Regions from separate parts of the Gasterosteus aculeatus genome. Here region 1 is linked to region 2. A link is a contact called in public Hi-C data. All regions are on one chromosome and are shown on one strand. The core of a region is the stretch at or near the end of the contact, and the rest is flanking DNA. Distances in the headings are between cores, read along the strand shown. Region 1 overlaps rgs9a (regulator of G protein signaling 9a). Region 2 holds the start of wipi1 (WD repeat domain, phosphoinositide interacting 1).

Region 1 (5,610 bases), core at 1,481-3,980, 56 kb before region 2:
ATTGAGCCCTAAAAAACATAGAAGTGCAGCGTAGTTTCATCTTAATGATGTTATAGAAGCAGCTTTAGATTAGAGATGAGTGACCAACGAACTCAGGGTGCCTCCGTTGTCCGCATTGGGTAGATGTACAGACTGCTGTGCTCGCTGGCTGCTCACAGGTTCATGTGCTGTTGTCTCAGGTGCTGCTGGGGCTGCTGACGGGCTCAGAGAAGCAGTTTGCCCCGCGGAGCAGCAGTGGCAACTCTCAGGAGCCCTACAACATCCTGCCACTAGCCAGCAGCCAGACCAGGTGAGTAAATCCAAGGAAACCCATGAGACGCCGACGGATCATGTGACCAGAGGACAGCGAGCACTCTTTACTCCAGTTGATCCCTGAAAACGCCCATCGCAGGAAAATGTGTAGAGGCGTACAAATGATTGAACACACACTAGGTGAATAAATGGGAGTCATTATTCCCAATGTATCCACAGTGATGTATGCCTGTTTTAAAAGTGAGAGCCAGGAATTTAATTATAATTGCAAAATTATATATATTGCGCACTTTTATTTATGCAAACAATTTAAACAAATATGTTTTTTAGCCGCAGAACTCCATTAGCAGTTAAAACATTTCTTTTAAATGACATTTTCCTCTTAGCCTACATACTTGCCAAATATTGAGATTATTTTACAGCTAAATCTCAAATATAAAACCAAAGATATTTTCCACTGCGAGGGCATTCGTTTGTTATGGCAAAGCAACTTGCATTATAACAGTAAACTTCTGAGCAGTTAGTTAATGCTTTAAGTATAAAGTCAAACTTTAAGGTACTCAGAAAAACAGATGTTCAATAGAGTTTGGAGGAGTTTGTTTAGCATAAGAAGTCTGAATAACTTCTCCATAAATAAGGACAAACTCAACATAACCATTTCTTTTATGACATGTTATATGTGAACTCAAAATCGGAAATTGGCTGCATTTTATTTCCAATCCAGAATGTCTGATCGAGAATTCAGTACCGAGGAAGTATTTTAATAATGGTTGTTCGATGTTGTGCAGGTTCGGGTTGTTGCCTCTCAGCACGTCCAGTGTGCGTAAATCCAAGTCAGCCCCCCGGAGCTGTGACGCTGCTCTCCAGCTGGTGAGTGACAGACCTGGAATCAGATATCTGAGTCTCAGTGTTTCACATGTCGACTACCACAGGATGGTCCTTGTTTTGTTCAACTCTGGGAAAAATGTTTCTCTTTCACCTTCTGCCCTCCCAGCGTTTTTGAGATGCACAGGTAAGTGTGTGCGTGTGTTCTTAGTGGTGACTTGGTTTAGTGCCACAGGGCTTCATAACTGATATATATTGTGATATTTCTCACTAATCTGCCACCCTGCTTGTGCTCGTCATGTAGTTTGGGATCAGACTAAAGTCTGGAGAACTCCTTGGGGTAGCAGAGGACGTGGGCTGTTCTTACCTGTTTTTAAATGGACCAATCACATCTTTAATGAACGCATTATTGGTCGAGTTTGTCTTGGCAGCAGAAAAAGAAAAAAGCAGATGTCCCTATGCAGCTAAAGTTGTGATTGGTCGAAAACTTTCTCTTTTAAAACTTATCCATCAAAAATGCCTCGACAAATCACACTGGCATCTGAGGAAATAGTTTTTAATACTCATTAGCTGTCTCAACAGTAACATGATAACAATGTCAGTTGGCTTTGAGCTAATAGAGTGTTTGGGGTAAGCTAGGCTAACAATGTTCTGTCTCCGTACAGGCTACACACAGGGGAAAATCTATTTCAATCAACCGTTTTCTTTAAATGGTCTGACTGTTCGTTGGGGCTCATGAACATCACGTCGGCGGTTCAGTGAATCATTGGGTCCAGAGGTCCATGATAACTGTTTGAAACCATTTCAAGAATCTTCTGGAAACCGAGAAAGTAGTCCGCACGAGTCCTCAGTTTGTGTATTTACTAGACATGATCCTCGGAGGGCTCTCGCACTGGACATTCAGCATGCTACGGTAGTAGCCCTTATGTAAGCCTAGATTATTTAACTTTATTTGACTGTTTGGAATCCAATGCTGAAATACTGGAGTGTTAGCATGGAGCAGCACCGGTGTTAGCAAGGAGCAGCACAGGTGTTAGCAAGGAGCAGCACAGGTGTTAGCAAGGAGCAGCACAGGTGTTAGCAAGGAGCAGCACAGGTGTTAGCAAGGAGCAGCACAGGTGTTAGCAAGGAGCAGCACAGGTGTTAGCATGGAGCAGCACAGGTGTTAGCAAGGAGCAGCACAGGTGTTAGCAAGGAGCAGCACAGGTGTTAGCAAGGAGCAGCACAGGTGTTAGCATGGAGCAGCACATTTGTTAGCAAGGAGCAGCACAGGTGTTAGCAAGGAGCAGCACAGGTGTTAGCATGGAGCAGCACATTTGTTAGCAAGGAGCAGCACAGGTGTTAGCATGGAGTAGCACAGGTGTTAGCATGGAGCAGCACATTTGTTAGCATGGAGTAGCATAGTGGGATCTAGCTAGCCCTGATCCAGGACTGTAATGCTACAAAACAGTGCTGGATTGTTCCTTTACAGTTTTACTAAACTACAAACATTTCAATCATTTTCATTATTCATCACTGAGGAGTTTGATGGGTGTTTGTAACCAAAATGTCCACATCAGAAGATGTCTAGATCAAGACTTAGTCCTGACCAACACTGGAGTTGTATGTTGTACAACCTGACGTGTCTCCTTCCTCCGGCAGGCGACTCCGTCCTCCCTGGCAGACGGTGAGGACAGCTTCCGTCCCGGCAGCCTGTTCAGACAGCTGGCCGATCAGGACGGGGACACGGCCACTCAGTCTTTATTCAAACTCAGCTGGCTGTCTGGCATGGCCAAGTAACCCTTTATGGTCCAACTAGCAGAAACCTTGTAAATAATAAAGTGTATGTAAAAGATGTTTAGTTTTTTTTCCCCCACTACTACTATGAAATAAAGTGATTGAATTGATGGTAGAGCGGGTGTGCTGGGAAGCGCAAGGTTGTTGGTTCGAGTCCTGGCTGCCCCATGTCTCAAGTCGAAGTGTCCCTGAGCAACCCCTAATTGCTCCCCAGGCAAAATGTAAAAAGCCAGGGGTTTAAAATGTAATGTAAGTCGCTTTGGATAAAAGCGTCAGCTAAATGACCTGTAATGTAACATGATTATTACTGGGTATTTGCAATGCTTGCACTCCTGGGTTCATACTTAAACATGCACCAGCCAGGCGAGCAGCCCTCATTCTAGTCGGCGTACTGAGGGAATCAATCAGGGCTGTATGAGACCAAAATATCTGCAATTTAGATCGACCCTGCTGCTCTTCCTCTATACAGCCTCATAAAGCTTTAAACTTTTCACGGAGCACCATGAAATCCATCTTTAAAAAATGGAAAGAATACGGCCCAACCACAAACCTACCAAGAGAAGACCGTCCACCCAAACAAACAGACGAGCTGGACAAGGAGAAGATGAATCAGTTCAGCAACCAAGAGGCCCATGGTGACTCTGGAGGAGCTGCAAAGATCCACAGATGAGGAACTGGATCTGTCCACAGGACAACTATTAGCCATGTACTTAATGGGAGCCACTGATCTGCCCTTAATGGTGGAGTGGCAAGAAGAAAGCTGCTGTGCAAAGTCCACCATAACAAATCCTGTTGTTGAACAGCAACCAGTGGAAGACCAGGATGGAACATTCTGGCTTCAATGCAAAGCGCTGTGTGGAGGAAACACTGCCCATCACCCTGAGCACACCACGGCAACAGGGACACATGGTGATTTTACTTTAGTATAAAAAGGTTTGATAACACACGAGTGTGTTTGACACACTCAAACACAGCAAAGGCAGCTTATCTTTATCTCATTTATTACATTATATTGTGTGCAGATCCTCCAACAAATAATCATAGTAGCGTCATATGTATTATTATATGGTGCATTTCAACAGTGACGTCTTGCTATTCAGTATCTCCTTTACACTAAGAGGAAAGGGCAACGTATATGACGAAATATAACCTACAAGCGAGAATAAAAGCTGTTTAATGTTTGATTATTTATTAGAATTCCTTAAATTCAGCGTAAATCAGACAATTTTTAAAACAATTCACTTTAAGTAACGCGAGTTACATCTTCACTAAACTCTTATCAATGTATCACCATGTCTTATCAGTCGATATTGTGTTTCACTATTATTAATACATATTGCAAAGTCAAGTCAAACAGCCAACCTGCATTGTAATAATAAAAGCGAGTCAGCATTTTTACATGACGTACATGTCATCTTAAGCAGTACAAAAACACAACCTGGATCATTTCTCCCTGTGTGTGTGAGTGAAGGTGGTATAGTATTATGGGAGTGCATTGTGTAGTGTGTCGTAGTGCATTAGTACATATTAGTATACTAGTGTATTAGCGTATTAGTATACTAGTATATTAGTGTATAAGTGATTTTGCAATACTAGGGTATTAGCGTATTAGTATTTTAGTATACTAGTGTATTAGTAGTGTAGTGTTTTGATGCGGTATTGCCGATTTTACCAATAAGAAATAAATAAGAAAAATAGTGTCTGACGTCTTCTTTTTTTATATATTCTACGTCGTAGTAGTTAAATATTGTATTCTATTGGGTGGATAGAAGAACTATACATTTGAAAATACTTTGGGTTCATTAATAAAACATTAATATCCGTAACTTGATTATGAATATTAAACAAATAAGCTTTAGAATGCTCAATACGTATTACTGGTTATGGGTTTAAAACAAATTACAATTATTTATGGCAGATGCATAAATCTGCTCACTGTGCGGTCTTACTTGTTTCAATTGGGTTTGATTTCCAATCACACGTATACGTGTCCCTGTACTGTGAGACATGAAATCTACTTCTTCCTGTCTATTTTGCTCATCATGGCCTTGACGTCGACGGGAGCGGAGGCGGCAGCAGCCTTGGCCTTCTCCTCCTCCTCCTGCTGCCATACGATGACCGGATGGACGCCGAGGCTTCGGTTCTGAGCGTTCTGCTCCAGCTGTGCCGGACTGGGGCGGAGACAGAATCACGTCAGGAGGACTAGTCTCTCTCTGCGAAGCAGCTTCAGGCAGACGGACAGTGTTCTAAATGTCCGACCTAGTTGTACCTGCTTTTATGCCACTTTAGGTTATAATGTGTTTTAATATTTGAATGAGTGAGCATCGAACTGTGGGGCAGAAATGTCAGACTGCAGCGAGAACGTTACACAAATATTTTAAAAGATTTTGTAACGTGTGTAGAGCGACCAACCTGAAGTTATGAGGCGCAGGGCTCAGCGCGTTCTTTTGGGTGTCTTTGTACACGGGGGACTTGAGGTAACGGAAGAAGGTATCCTGTACCAATGAAAGCACATGAGACATGCTGACCTTCTACCTGCACATGCTTATTTCATTTACATACACATTTGTATTTGGATCACAAGTTATAGTACGAGTAACATGTTACATGTTAGAGCCTTGATTTAAAGGGGAGGGAGACTCCCCCTTTCCATTCATAAAAACATGTGGGTTTGGGGGTTGGTTGTCCTCCCAGACAGCCCCATTCATAATATGTTCCCGTCGACGGACCAATGGTAACGTCACAGACGTCAGAAGC
Region 2 (5,389 bases), core at 885-3,384:
AACACAGTTTATGTGGTGAAATACTCAAGATATCTGCCTCACTCGGCTGTCTTGCATTCAGTTGCTCATCTACTACCTGACAGGAGAAAAACTCTCCCCAAAAACCCTATTTGGGGATAAAATTGGGAGAAATCCATAAAGGACGGGACTTAGCATCCGTCCCCAGGTTTTACCATCACATTGTGACAGAATGTTAATGTGTACAGTGTTTATATGATTTACATGACTATACATTGTGTTGATTCATATTGCATTCACTTAATCTTACAAGCTAATGTAATAACTAATATCTAATAACACACACACTACAATTCTATCACTAAAGATTATTACACGTATTATAATTTCTACCACTAGGGGTGCTCTTCCACTTAAATCCCTAACACCATCAACCACCTGTCTGTTACCGTTGACAGCTGCGTCCTAACCTTAGTGTGACACTCTGCCAACATTACAGCAACACCAAGTTCTGTAGATACATCAGGAGAATGCATCCCCGTACAGGCTATGGGCTGTGACCAACTCCCTCCTAGCAGCTCTCAGTGCCAGCCAACCTCATCAAGAATGCAGCAGCTCTACTGGTCTTCAGCCTAAATGCAGCCACACTACATCGCTGCTACGCTCCCTTGGGCGGTACCCGTGGCTGCCCGGATCCGTTCCAAACATTGATACTCGCGTGTATAGTGTGATGTGATTTGGTGTGATGTGATGAAATCTGGTGTGCTGTGGTGTGATGCTAAAGGGTCTCCTACCAATGAGGAACACAGGAGCACAACGTCTGTTAACGCTCTCTTGTTCCTCTGGATGAAATGATCATGTGACATACATGTTAACAGGTCATATTTAGCTTGTAGTCCAAGCTGACGGTTTGTCCTGTCTGAGACGGTGGTTGTTTTCTTAATGGCCACCTGTGTCTTCTTCCTCCGCCATGATCTTAACATTCCTTTACCGTGTCAACCCACGGGACCGCACGCCTTGCACCTTCTGAACAAACTGAGCGTGTGACACGTGCATATTTTACTCTGATCCGCTCCACATTCTGTCAAGTAAAGACTTGATATTTGGGAAAGGAATGCGTAATGATATGCACATACCTGCACATGCAAATCACGTTTCTTGTGCATGTCCTCGTGCATGGCATTGAAGCACCCCAGTGATCCAGCAGAGCTGCTATTACAGATGTTACCTTGGTTACAGCTGCAGATTAGAGGCCTGACACTTGAATGAAAACAGTCGGCTTGATGAAGGGTTTGTGCAGCAGAGGCCCACTAGAACAAGTCCGATCGACAGCTCCAAACTCCCATAAGGAAAAACAAAAACGCCTCGATGAAATCAGTATGACCTCACTAGGGTCACTGGCTCACACTCCTGAGGTTTCCATTGTGATGTGTCAAACGTGAGAACGTAAGTCTGATGTAATACTTTGGTGAGCAAAGACACCTTTTGAAGGCGGATCGTATGCTTGGTCTCGCTCCCGGGGAGAAATGAGGCGGATGGGTGTCTCGTGGACACGCCAGCTGGGGGGGTCCTGCTTACTTACGTGGAGTCTTGGTTGAAAGAGGCGCAGCCGAACTGCATCCCGGGTGCGTCCGGCCCGCCGGGCCCGTCGGCACCGTCTCCGGTCTCCATCCCGATGCCCAGCGTCCTCCTTCCCTCCGCCCGCCCTGGATTGGAGGCCCGGGATCGGCTGCACCTCTTCGCTCGATCTCGGCGGAAGACGACTCCAATTTGGCAGAAATGTGTTCCGCGGAGGAGAAGAAAAGCCGCGGAGGAGCGTCCGTTTCACCGCGGCTGCTTGCGGACGTCGCTCGTCCAGAACCTGGAGGAGGGACGAGGAACACTGAAGCAAAACAAGAACAGCTGACGGCCGACGTCACCGCTCCGCCCCTTGCGATTGGTTGGCGCCCAAACCCGCTGTCGCTGGTTGAATGGCGTGTTTTCATTGGCTGGTGGAGCGGAGCGGGTTCTACGTGTGTCCGTCCACTCGGGCTGTGATCGCGTCGCTAACACACAGGATACACAAAAACACGAGCGTGTTTACGGTCTAAAAACACGGGTCCGGGCCCTCAATCAAAAGAGATCACTCCGGTTCAGCGTGCATGTGATCAAATGGCTTTTCGTTTGTCCAATCACGTGATAGATCACGTGACAAGTCTTTGGATTGGCCCGATATCACCGACGCTGGGCGGCGGTGTGGAGACGATTTCTTCTAAACACAACTCATCACGTCTCAGAGGTACATGAAGTACTTTTAGACCTCATCTCAAAGGGTACATTTAGTACTGTTCAACTCAGAGGTACATGAAGTACTTTTAGCAGTGTGAGATGCATGTAGTGGTAAAACATGATGTAAACATGTGTCCGGTGCTAAGAACCGGGTCGCAGTGGTTGACCCTGAGATGGAGACATAGAAAGATTTCGGGTTTGCAGCTGTGTTTGGGGAAGGGGGTCATCTTGCTCTCACAGACCTTCGATCAGAGGAGCATTGTTTTTTACCCTCAGCTCCACCTGAGTTCTTATCTCAACTTGATTCGTGGCTTCTCGTAACTGGCACTAAGAACTGTCTTCGAGTGTATAAAAACTCAGCGTTTTTACTGCTCGGCGACGCCATTACACCGGGCGCTGAGATACGTGCTGGTGTGTTGGACCTCCTGCTGCAAGCAATAGTTAGAGACAGATATCTGCAGAGAATTGCTCGCGTAATCTTTTTCTCTTCTAAATAAATGTTTTGACTTTAATTGACCAACGTGCTGGATCCTTCTCATCAACCGACTCGGGGGGATCGGAGATCCTGACAGCAGAAACCTCCCTCTGGACATCAGGCAGTTTGACAACCCTGAGGATGTTATCAGTAGTATTTTCTCCAAGTTTAGAAAGCACAACCAATGTTACAGCAGACGTTACTGTACCACATTAACATATCATGAATCCTTGCTAACTGATGGGTCAGTTCAGTGCAGTGATCCATCAGAAGCAACAGCAGCAGTGGAGTGATGATACAAAGATAAAGTAATAGACTAAATGAATACATGCAGTACAATGAGTCAAATACCAACACACTGAATACATAACATGACAAGACATCGTCTGTCTTGTAAATATCCTCTTTATTTACCAAAACTTTTTTCATTGACAAATATAGTTTCCAGTTGCTCAGAAGCACTTCAGTAGTTCCATGGTGGCCGTCATGTTGCATAAAGGTATGTTTGATGCCGGGGTTGGGGGTTGAGTCTCTGACCCCTCAGTGGTGCTTCAATGCTGCACAAAAAGAGCGAGAACATGTTGGAAGCACCACGCAGCTGTACTGATCTCAGGAGATGATGTACATGAGTTTTTCTCTGCCCATCTGATGGTTCCAGGAAACACGGGATGTCGCATACAGACCGTAGAGCCCGCTGAGGCAAATTTGTAATGGGATTTTTGGCTTTACAAAATAAGCGTGAAATTGAATTGATGTTGCTACATGTTTGCATTGTAGCCGATAGCTGACACTGGGTGAATGCACACGTATTTGTTTGGCCTGATGAAGCTCATCCTTTGCTAGCACAGGGATCCATCACTCCCTCATCCGCTTCTCTAAGAGGGCCAAGTGCACTTCATAGCTTTATAAAACATTTGCTTGATCACAGGTATTTTGGGCTTCTAAGGTAAGTTATTTTTTTGCCATTGGCCTGAATAGGGGCTTACACAGCCAATGATCAATGGGATCCATGAACCAAACATACAGATTAAATCGGAGTTGGAAAGAGTTGTCCTGTGCATCCTTTGGGGTACCAGGTTATTTCTGTACCGTGATACAAATTAGGTGATTAGGTTCCACGTCAGTGTGATACGTGAGCGTGGAGCTTTATTCCTAACATAGCAAACAGTAGTTACCAGAACTTATGCTTCTCGTTTTTTAAACTTTAAATCACATTTCGTGCAAATGGATTTTGCTCAGTTATGTTACAGTTGAGACACATTTTCAATAGAATAAAGAAATAGATATGTGATTATTTACAGAATATTCACCTTCAATTACAGTAAATAAACTCCAATAAAAGTCGCTCAACGCTTAAGATGATTAGATAATAGTAAAACTGAGTGATACAAATCTTTACAGCAAAAGGAATAAATGTGGTTTCACTTATGTGTTTGACGCCTGTACCTTAAAATCCCAGATCACCATGGCTCCATCCAGACCCACACTGCTGTACTTCTGCACTTTGGCTCTCTCCCCAGACACAACACACAGCTGACTGCAAAACACAACACAACGCGTGCACACACGGTTTACAAAGATGCATCCATGGAAGTTTCCCTATAGGTGTTCTAATTAAAGACAAAGAAACCCAGAGTTTCACACAGAGCAGCATAGTGCACATGCTCCCTGATTCATGTAGATGTACGAACCAAGTCCCCCTCATTTTCCAGAGTATTTTAAGTTTAAGTGACCCTTTAAGTGAAACTAAGGGACCGTAATTCTCTCACGTTACCCAGAGCATCAATACATATAGTGCATCCAGCAAGCCCCATGTTTATGAGGTCATAAAGCAGCTGGAATAAAGGAAAGGTCCAACGTGCACGAGGCTCTAGCTCTGCATCACACTACACAACCCCACCGGCAAGGAGGACAACCTGCTGAGTGGCTGATGTTTTAGGGGCATTTCCACATCCTGCCAAGGAATAGAACACATGACCTGAGTCACATTGCGGATCTTTCCGTCATGGCTACTTGACGTGTACTTGCAAGATTGAGCACAACTTTGAGGGTTTACTCAAAGCTGTATTCATTTGGTCAACATAACATACGTCCAAGATGAATGGAGATGTATTAATTATTATTATTATTATTCTTACCACAGTAAAAAGAGCCAAAGCCCAAATGATAAAGGTGCTATTGAGTCCACAGCAACACGTTTCTACTTGTTTTGTTGTGTGGTACCTCAGAGGTGGAGGTGCTGATGCTACGCCCAGTGGAAGCCCTTACGTGATGCTGTTCTGGTGAAGGGTGCCCAGCTCGTTGCTGTCCTCATCGGTGGCCCTCTTGTCCAGGTTCTGGAAGTGTTGCATGGCAGAGATGCCCCCCTTGGAGGTCTGCTTGGGGATATCCAGCTTCTTCACAAACTCAACGGCGCCTGGACCCTTATAGGTGAACTGGTAGGGGCAGCAGTCATGACCCTGACAGAAAAGGGATTCTATTAAAACGGCTCTGTAGAGTTATAGAGTGGTGTTTCTCACTCATTATGAGGGACTATTATCATTAATACAAAATGATTGATTAATGCAGGTTTAAATCAAGTCGAGTAGTTGATCATTCTTGAAGTTGCAGGACACACACACACACACACACACACACAGAGGGGTGATAGTTACCGCAGCAACAAGCTCAGTTGCGTTGACATACAGC

The links. A called contact is a pair of places that touch in the nucleus more often than the background predicts.
Region 1: a contact with region 2 is called in a Hi-C map of blood and trunk muscle, with 2.5 times the contacts expected there. The contact joins the enhancer-like site here to the promoter of wipi1 in region 2. A contact is called at or near these places in 5 of 6 Hi-C or Micro-C datasets (blood and trunk muscle, liver, skeletal muscle and 1 more).

The regions. Positions count from the first base shown.
Region 1 is chr11:1,314,256-1,319,865 of fGasAcu3.hap1.1, reverse strand. rgs9a (regulator of G protein signaling 9a) reads right to left here. Exons shown (of 17, transcript XM_040190723.2): 16 at 5,266-5,348; 17 at 3,758-5,024. The coding sequence ends at 4,868. It overlaps cog1 (component of oligomeric golgi complex 1), which reads left to right. Exons shown (of 16, transcript XM_040190722.2): 13 at 180-289; 14 at 1,041-1,122; 15 at 1,247-1,264; 16 at 2,719-2,909. The coding sequence ends at 1,255. Among protein-coding and RNA genes, the nearest start is that of cog1, 14 kb to the left of the region's middle. Within about 2 kb of position 2,730, at least 1 of the 9 cell types and tissues checked has open chromatin away from gene starts, as enhancers often do.
Region 2 is chr11:1,257,827-1,263,215 of fGasAcu3.hap1.1, reverse strand. wipi1 (WD repeat domain, phosphoinositide interacting 1) reads right to left here and starts at 2,134. Exons shown (of 13, transcript XM_040191061.2): 1 at 1,541-2,134. The coding sequence starts at 1,629. It overlaps LOC120828306 (actin-related protein 2/3 complex subunit 1A-A), which reads right to left. Exons shown (of 10, transcript XM_040191820.2): 7 at 5,356-5,389; 8 at 4,970-5,160; 9 at 4,148-4,238; 10 at 3,092-3,258. The coding sequence ends at 3,253.